2 separate regions of the Muntiacus reevesi genome follow, and region 1 is linked to region 2. The links are chromatin contacts, called in public Hi-C maps. All regions are on one chromosome and are shown on one strand. Each heading gives the region's core, a stretch centred on a gene start, on an enhancer-like site or on the middle of the called end of the contact. The rest is flanking DNA. Distances are from core to core; before and after follow the strand shown.

Region 1 (3,975 bases), core at 1,049-3,548, 140 kb before region 2:
AAAAGACATTAGGTCCTTTTACACCTGTGCCTTTAACATGTGCTTTTTCCTCCTTGAAAATTAGACTATAACTTCTCCTGGGACAGAGGCGTTGTTTTTTGAACCCTCAGCAATTTCCACAGTGCCTAGCACATACGAGATGCTTGGTCAATGGGAGAATGAGCTATTGGTTCTCCTGCTTTCTGCCCAGTACTTTCGAGGGTAACCAGTCCAGCCTCTAATCTTAAATGTGCTGATAAATGTTCAGTATGGACAAATGCTCTCATTTTTTTCATTCAGGTTGGATGCCTGTGAGATCCAGGTGGATGAAACCATCTTCCTGCTGGAGTCATACATCGAGAGCACCATGAAGAGACAGTGACCCAGAAGAAAAGTTTTCCTCCAAAGATCTGAGGGAATTGGAAGGAAGAATAAAGGAGTAGGAGAGGATCCAGATTCTGTACTGACATTCCCTCTCCCTACCACCCAGAGTACACCAGAAAGAGTGTGACCTGTCTTTTTTTTAAGTTTGCTAATCCTGTTTTAGAACCATCATTATATTCTACCCTCATCAAATCTTGGCAGGAGAAAGAACCTTAAATCAACTAGATTAATCATCTGTTAGATGCATCAGTTCCCACCGAGAACACAGCTAAAGCTGTGTTTGAACATCTCTGACAATGAGAAGAACTTCTTCCTAAGCTTTTTATTCCATTTTCAAAAAGCTGCACCTGCTCTTTATTTTGTTAAACTGTAATATTAAACACACACACAGTGTAGAGAATGTGAAAGACTACCACGGAGAGGGGGATAAAAGCTATTTTTAGGGCTAGCTGGTGGATTGGCCCAAGCAGCCATACTAGAATCTATGGATAAATGTCACATTTGCCAGCTCTGGGCTTCTAACACATCTGAAATTATGTGTGTGAAACACTTAGCACAGTGCTTGGCATATGATAAGCACTCAATAAATCACTGCCTTTCTCTTCACCATTATTCCTAAAAACTGGCGATTGTAACTTCCCTCTCTCAGTACTGTGGATAGATGACTATTCTAGTTGGTATAATTTGTCCCAGCAGCTTCATTTCATTTAAAGCAGTTAGGTGTTGTTTCATAATCACTTCAGTTTGTTCCTACCAGTGTTAGTCCTAATTCATTAAACATTGGAATGCCAATTAACTGTAGATACAATATACAAAGATAACTCTTAATACAATACCATCTCTGCCTTCAAGACACTTACCATCATTTTTCAGCACAAGTTACGTCCCCAGTACTAGGATGCAATGATGAATAGCCTCGAGCACACAAGCGTAATGAAAGAAGACAAATAAGTTCAAGGATGTGTTGGGGGACTGTAGTATAAAAGTAAAGGGGGAAAGGGTTAGGCAAGAAAGGAAGCAAAGAGAAGTGACACAATCTGTATTTTGAAAGATAGGGATTTACCAGGTGAAAGGGGGAAAGACCCCAGAGGGAAGTAGAGTGTTTCTTAGGGGAACCACAAATAGGATATGACTAGAAAACGGCATAAGTCCTGCCAGAATTGACAGGCAGGAGCAAGGACTGGTGGGCGCTTGCTATGCTGTGGTAAGTAGCTTAGCTTATCTTGAGAGCGCTGAGAAGCAAAATGAGCAGACTTGTATTTTGGGAAGATCGCTCTGAACTGTAGAGAATGAATTGGTGGGGGCAGGACTATTTCAGTTCAGTCACTCAGTCATGTCCGACTCTGACCCCACGGACTGCTGCATGCCAGGCCTCCCTGCCGTCACCAACTCCCAGAGTTTACCCAAACTCATGTCCACTGAGTCGGTGATGCCATCCAACCGTCTCATCCCCTGTCGTCCCCTTCTCCTGCCTTCAATTTTTCCCAGCATCAGGGTCTTTTCAAATGAATCAGTTCTTTGCATCAGGTGGCCAAAGTATTGGAGTGTCAGCTTCAGCATCAGTCCTTCCAAAGAACATTCAGGGCTGATTTCCTTTAGGATGGATTACTTACAGACTTGTAATAATATCTCAGGCAGAATATGAGGAAGACTTGAACTAGGGCACTGGAGGCTGGAGATTAAGACACGGATTTGAGAACATTTAAGGAGGTAGAATCTGGTGGACTTGGCTGCCATTTGAGTGAAAAGAAAGAGAAGGTGTCAAGAATGTTTCCTGGGTGTCTGGCTAAGAGATAGATGTAATTAATCCGAGGTGTTACCTGCTAGCACAGGTGTGCAGAGTGCCCCGGAGAGATACTTAACATAGTTCCACCCTTGACTAGGAAATGACACATGAGTCCAGGAATCAGTCTGGGGATCATTTTCCTAAACAGAAGATGGGAGGACAAAAGGAGCTGAGGATTTAGAGGCGTTCCGCTTTGTCATTTATTTATTACACTCCTGGATCATCCCCAAGGCTCTTCCCTAAATTTCCCCCTGGGCCGTTCCGGAAGCCCGGCTTCCTTCCGAGCCAGAGGAAGGCTCGGAGGGGAAGCGCTGCTGGGCCACCAGAGGGCGCCCAGCGCGCCGGAGCCCGTGATGGCGGCGGCACGGGTGCTGCTATTCCTCTCTGGGCGCCCGGAGTCGGTGAGCTTCGCGCAGAGTGTGTGCGGCCTCCTGGGCGCCGGGTCGGGGCTCGGGCCGTGGCCCACGCACTGCGGCCTGAAGCGCGGACAACTGGTCCTCTCGGACAAGCCTTTCCCAGGCGCGTCGGCCAGGCTTCCGCTCCAGGTGGGGCGGAGGGGAGGCGATGGGGCGGGTGAAGGGCCGAAGGAAGGAACCGGGAGCGGGGGGAGCTGGAGGCGAGAGGCCTGGGCCGGTCACCTGCCTCGGGCTCCTCCAGTTCCTTGTCTCTTCTGCGATGTTAACCCCAGTGGCTCCCTCCCGCCAGCGACCCCCTTTCTGCCCTTTTGCGGCCCTGGACCAACAGCCCAGGGCTCCGGGGGTCGAGCTGCCCCCGAGTGGTCGAGGTGTGGATCTGGGTGTGGCGGTCATTCTGCAGTCCAGCGATCAGACTGTCTTGTTGACGCGAAGGACAAGCACCCTCAAAGTTTCGCCCAACCTCTGGGTACCGCCAGGTGAGTGACCGGAGAAGGCCAATGTCCAGGAAAGAAGTCTGCCTCTACCCCCACAGTGCTCTTCCCAGTGTCAGAATGACAGAAGTAGGCCCAGAAGTGTGGCAGGTCCCCGAACCACAAGGGGCTACAACTGCACCTGTGTCCTCTGGAGGAGGGGGCAAGCGTAGTGAGTGGGGGGTCCCTGGACAGGAACACTACCTTTCACCTACTGGTCCCACTGTTGTTGCAGGTGGGCATGTGGAACCTGATGAAGAGGTAACCAATCAACCCAGCCAACCTGCACCCTCTGCTGAAGGAGAGACCCTGTCTGGGACCAGGCTGGAGTGTGGGCTGGGGGAAGGGCAAACACCGGACTTGTAGGAGCCAGGCACTGGCCTCTCTGACCTCCTATCCTCTCACCCTCCAGCTGCTGGATGGGGGGCTTCGAGAGCTTTGGGAGGAAAGTGGACTCCAGCTGCCCCAGGGCCAGTTCTCCTGGGTCCCTCTGGGGTTATGGGAGGTGAGACGGGCCTGGGAGAGGTTCCTTCCTATCTAACCAAGAGCACATAATAACTACTAACCCACCAAAGCCCACAGAACAGCCCTACTTGCCTTGACCACAGGGGAACTGATGGAGTGTGGGTGGTTTGGAGTCCCCAATCCCATGACTCTTACCCATGTCCCTCCTATACCATTTCTACTCTCCACTTCCTCAGCTGCATTTTCAGTCTCAAAAAGGGACAGAAAGTTCTCTTTTTTATTTTTCTTCTTAGTCTGCCTACCCCCCTAAGCTGAGCTGGGGTCTCCCCAAATACCATCACATCGTTCTCTACCTACTTGTCATCTCCCAGGAGTCACAGCAGCAGCTCCAGGTAGGGCTGGCAAAAAGGAAACGGGGCTGAGGAGGCCCAGACTGGTTCCAACAATGACTAAGGTGGGGGGAAAGTCAGAGATA
Region 2 (3,830 bases), core at 68-2,567:
CTCTGTGCCCTGCTTTTGTGACCACTTTCAGGCCCCTTATGCAATACCCCTAGGTGGGGGTGGAAGAAAAGTTGAGTGGACTCGGGGGGCAGAGTCCACTGTATTGCCCCATACTGAGCTACCAAACAGCAGAAATGTCAAAAAGAGGAATCATGTGGATAGATCAGATCTCAGTCATACCAGTGGGCTCCCCAACAGAATTAGGATCTGAAAATATATCAGAGACTACCTCTTATTTGCTCTTCCTAATCAGGAGGGGACACCCTCCAGAGGTCATTCATTGATTTTCCTCCTTTGTGTCAGAATTTTCAGTAAGGAGGAGTAAGGGTGGGATACACATCCCATCTCTGGAATCAGTATTCAAATGAAAAGGGAACCAGTCTCTTTCATCTACTGTAGAGAGCTAAAATTATCCCTCTGTCTCATGGAACAATGGATGCAAACCAAGCATGCAAATCAATATTTGTTATGAGTCAACATTTCTTCTTCATGAGTCAACATTTCTTCAAATCTGACTGAAGAACCACTCTTTCCATTGATCTTACCTTTCCATCGATCTTAACTTTGCAAGTTTAGAAGTCAGTCTTTTGATGAGGACAAGGCTTGGGGAGGGGCTAACTCCTTCTTGCCAAACTACTCTCTCTGGAGTTAGGGATATGACTGAGGGAGAGTCATGCAGGAGGGAGAATAGGATGATGGGACTAGAGATGTAGGGAGAAATCATTTACAACAAGGAGTAATCCCCACCCTTGGAAGCCCAATGTGAAGGGCACTGAAAAGTAGGAACAAGATAGAGGGTATCAGTGACTAATCATCTGAAGCTAAATTTGGCCTTGGTGAGAAAACCACAGAATAGGAGCTGTAGGAAACTTCTACTAAAGAAGGAGACTTCATCAGAAGTCTTGAGGTAACAGGAGGAGAGAGCTAAGACTCCCAGAAGAGAGATGGAGGTTTAAACTTCTAGTGACCAGAGGCCAGAAAACTTAAGACAGAAGGAGAAATGGCGACTGGGGCACCTTGGTATGGAAGAGATCCTAGATTTGCACCAGAGACATCCAAGTTGATGTCATAATTTTATGAGATTCTAACTTTAATTTAGAAGCTTTTTAAAGGAATTGCAATTTAATTTTGACTTACTGTTTCCAGAGGTCAAACATTAGTCTGATATCCAATTCTCCAGCCATGACTGTCTACTGTATCAGTCAGCTCCAGCCAGGGGATCCCCCGTCTCTTTCTCCATGTCTCCCCTAGGTCCCCAGACCGGCTGCAGTCTCACTGAGGTCAGGGAACCAGAGAAGGTCTGGTGTGGGGGGAAGGGGGACTAGATGGCTGGCCGGAGTACTGGACAGCTGAGCGGGGGAGGGAGGTGGCTACTGAGTTGACTGTTTTAAAAATAGCTAAGTCCAAAATTCCAGGAGTGTTGATGGGGGTAGCGCGTTGGAGTATTGGCAAGGGAGTGGGGAGGGTGGAGAGGGTAGGAGGATTAGAAAGAATATGGAGTATAGGGTGCCAAGTGGCACAACAAGGATAGAAATATGACCAGTAAATCAGATATCCAGTTTGAGCTTATATGATTCTAGTCCCTGCCTACTCCAAGCAGCCCTCCAGCACTGTCAATAATTTAAAAGCCCTCAGGCCTTTAAAAATTAGAATGGACAACTGTATACCTTTAGCTCACCACCCTCATCCCTGCCATATTGAATATTGCATTTAGTTTCTACAGAACATATCTAGGAGGTAGCTGACTTTAAATAAGGTCCATAGCAGAGGTAGTTCACAGCCCCTCCCCCATCTTTGTAGAGTATTTCAGAAGGACTTAAAAAGCCAGCTGTCTAGAGAAGAAATCTGAGCTCTGAGTTGTTTAGGATGAGTGTTTGTTTCAGTCTACCAGCTCAGATCCTTGCAGCTGTCTATTCCCCAACCGCCTTCATCTTCATTACCTTATTTATATAGCAGCTCCTCTTTGCAGGTATACACACAAACACATAAGCTTCTGAGTTGCTGAGGGAGGAGGCCAGCAAAGTCAATGAGGGAAAGAAAGAATGGGGATACAATTTTTTGAAGGGGAGAGGAACTTAGATAAAGTGAGAGAAAAAGAGATTCAGAAAGATACTTTTGTGGAGTAACATAATCTTGTGACCTTTTAAGAGACTGCAACCAAGGAATTTAGCCACGTTGTATTTTTGCAGCCATAGGCATCAGGTATCATCATTTCTTAGTACTTGCCAAGTGAAATTAACACAAGGACTGATTTCAAATAGTGTCACTAAGGCATGTGCACTAATTTGCTCTACACTTAGTTCAGAATCCAGAAGTCCACAGAGTATTCTTCTCTTTTTTATACATCCAGATCTGAAATTTTTTTTCTCTTCACCACATTAAGCCATATCACAAGGGTTTTATTACAGAAATGTAAAATGACCCCACCCAAACAATCCAAGTGATTTAAAATCAATAATTTGACTGTGACATCCCAAGTGGTATATACTTTTAAGGACAAAAAGAAGTGCAAAGATATTTTAAGTAGTCATATTATTGGTGGTAGAATTGGTATTGTTATTCTGAAAGTATTCTAGGTGGTGGTGGTGTTCAGTCGCTAAGTTGTGTCTGACTCTTTGTGATCCCACGGACTGCAGAATGCCGGGCTTCCCTGTCCTTCAGTATCTCCTGGAGTTTGCTCAAATTCATGTCCATTGAGTCGGTATTGCTGTCTAACCATCTCTTCCTCTGTTGCCCACTTCTCCTTTTGCCTTCAATCTTTCCCAGCGTCAAGGTCTTTTCCAATGAGTCAGCTCTTCACATCAGGTGGCCAAAGTATTGGAGCTTCAGCTTCAGTATCAGACCTTCTGATGAATATTCAGGATTGATTTCCTTTAGGATGGACTGGTTTGATTTCCTTGCAGTCTAGGGGAAGAGCCTTCTCCAGCACCACAATTCAAAAGTATCAGTTCTTCACTGCTCAGCCTTCTTTATGGTCCAATTCTCACATCTGTACGTGAATACTGGAAAAACCATAGCTTTGACTATAGAGACTTTTGTTGGCAAAGTGATGTCTTTGCTTTTTAATATGCTGTCTAGGTTTGTCATATCTTTCCTTCCAGGGAGCAAGCGTCTTTTAATTTCATGACTGTGGTTACCGTCCACAGTGATTTTTAGAGCCCAAGAAAATGAAATCTGTCACTGCTTCCATTTTTTCCTCTTCTACTTGCTATGAAGTGATGGGACTGGATGCCATGATCTTAGTTTTTTGGATGCTGAGTTTTAAGCCAGCTTTTTCACTCTCCTCTTTCACTCTCATTAAGAGACTCTTTAGTTCCTCTTTGCTTTCTGCCAGTGGTATCATCTCCGTATGTAAGGTTGTTGATATTTCTCCTGGCAATCTTGATTCCAGCTTGTGATTCATCCAACCCAACATTTCGCATGATGTACTATGCATAGAAGTTAAATATGCAGGGTGACAGTATACAACTTTGTTGTACTCCTTTACCAATTTTGAACCAGCCAGTTGTTTCATGGAAGGTTCTAACTGTTGCTTCTTGAGCTGCATACAGATTTCTCAGGACACAGGTAAGGTGATCAGGTATTTCCTTCCCTTTAAGAATTTCCCACAGTTTGTTGTGATCCACACAAAGACTTTCATGTAGTCAATGAAGCAGGAGATTTTCTGGAATTCCTTTACTTTCTCTATTATCCACTGAATGCTGACAATCTGATCTTTGGTTCCTCTGCCTTTTCTAAACTCAGCTTGTATATCTAAAAGTTCTCAATTCAAGTGCTTCTGAAGCCTAGCTTGAAGGATTTTGAGCATAACCTTACTAACATGCTAAATG

What was found. A called contact is a pair of places that touch in the nucleus more often than the background predicts.
Region 1: a contact with region 2 is called in a Hi-C map of blood, with 3 times the contacts expected there. The contact joins the promoter of NUDT17 here to the promoter of HJV in region 2. A contact is called at or near these places in 2 of 3 Hi-C or Micro-C datasets (blood and muscle).

Annotation. Positions count from the first base shown.
Region 1 is chr1:84,009,560-84,013,534 of mMunRee1.1, reverse strand. NUDT17 (nudix hydrolase 17) reads left to right here and starts at 2,298. Exons shown (of 8, transcript XM_065905472.1): 1 at 2,298-2,694; 2 at 2,894-3,041; 3 at 3,271-3,296; 4 at 3,448-3,540; 5 at 3,794-3,892. The coding sequence starts at 2,503. It overlaps POLR3C (RNA polymerase III subunit C), which reads left to right. Exons shown (of 15, transcript XM_065905584.1): 15 at 280-1,401. The coding sequence ends at 361.
Region 2 is chr1:83,864,876-83,868,705 of mMunRee1.1, reverse strand. It overlaps HJV (hemojuvelin BMP co-receptor), which reads right to left and starts at 1,317. Exons shown (of 4, transcript XM_065905257.1): 1 at 1,138-1,317. The region is part of intron 3 of LOC136146412 (a long non-coding RNA gene); the gene reads left to right.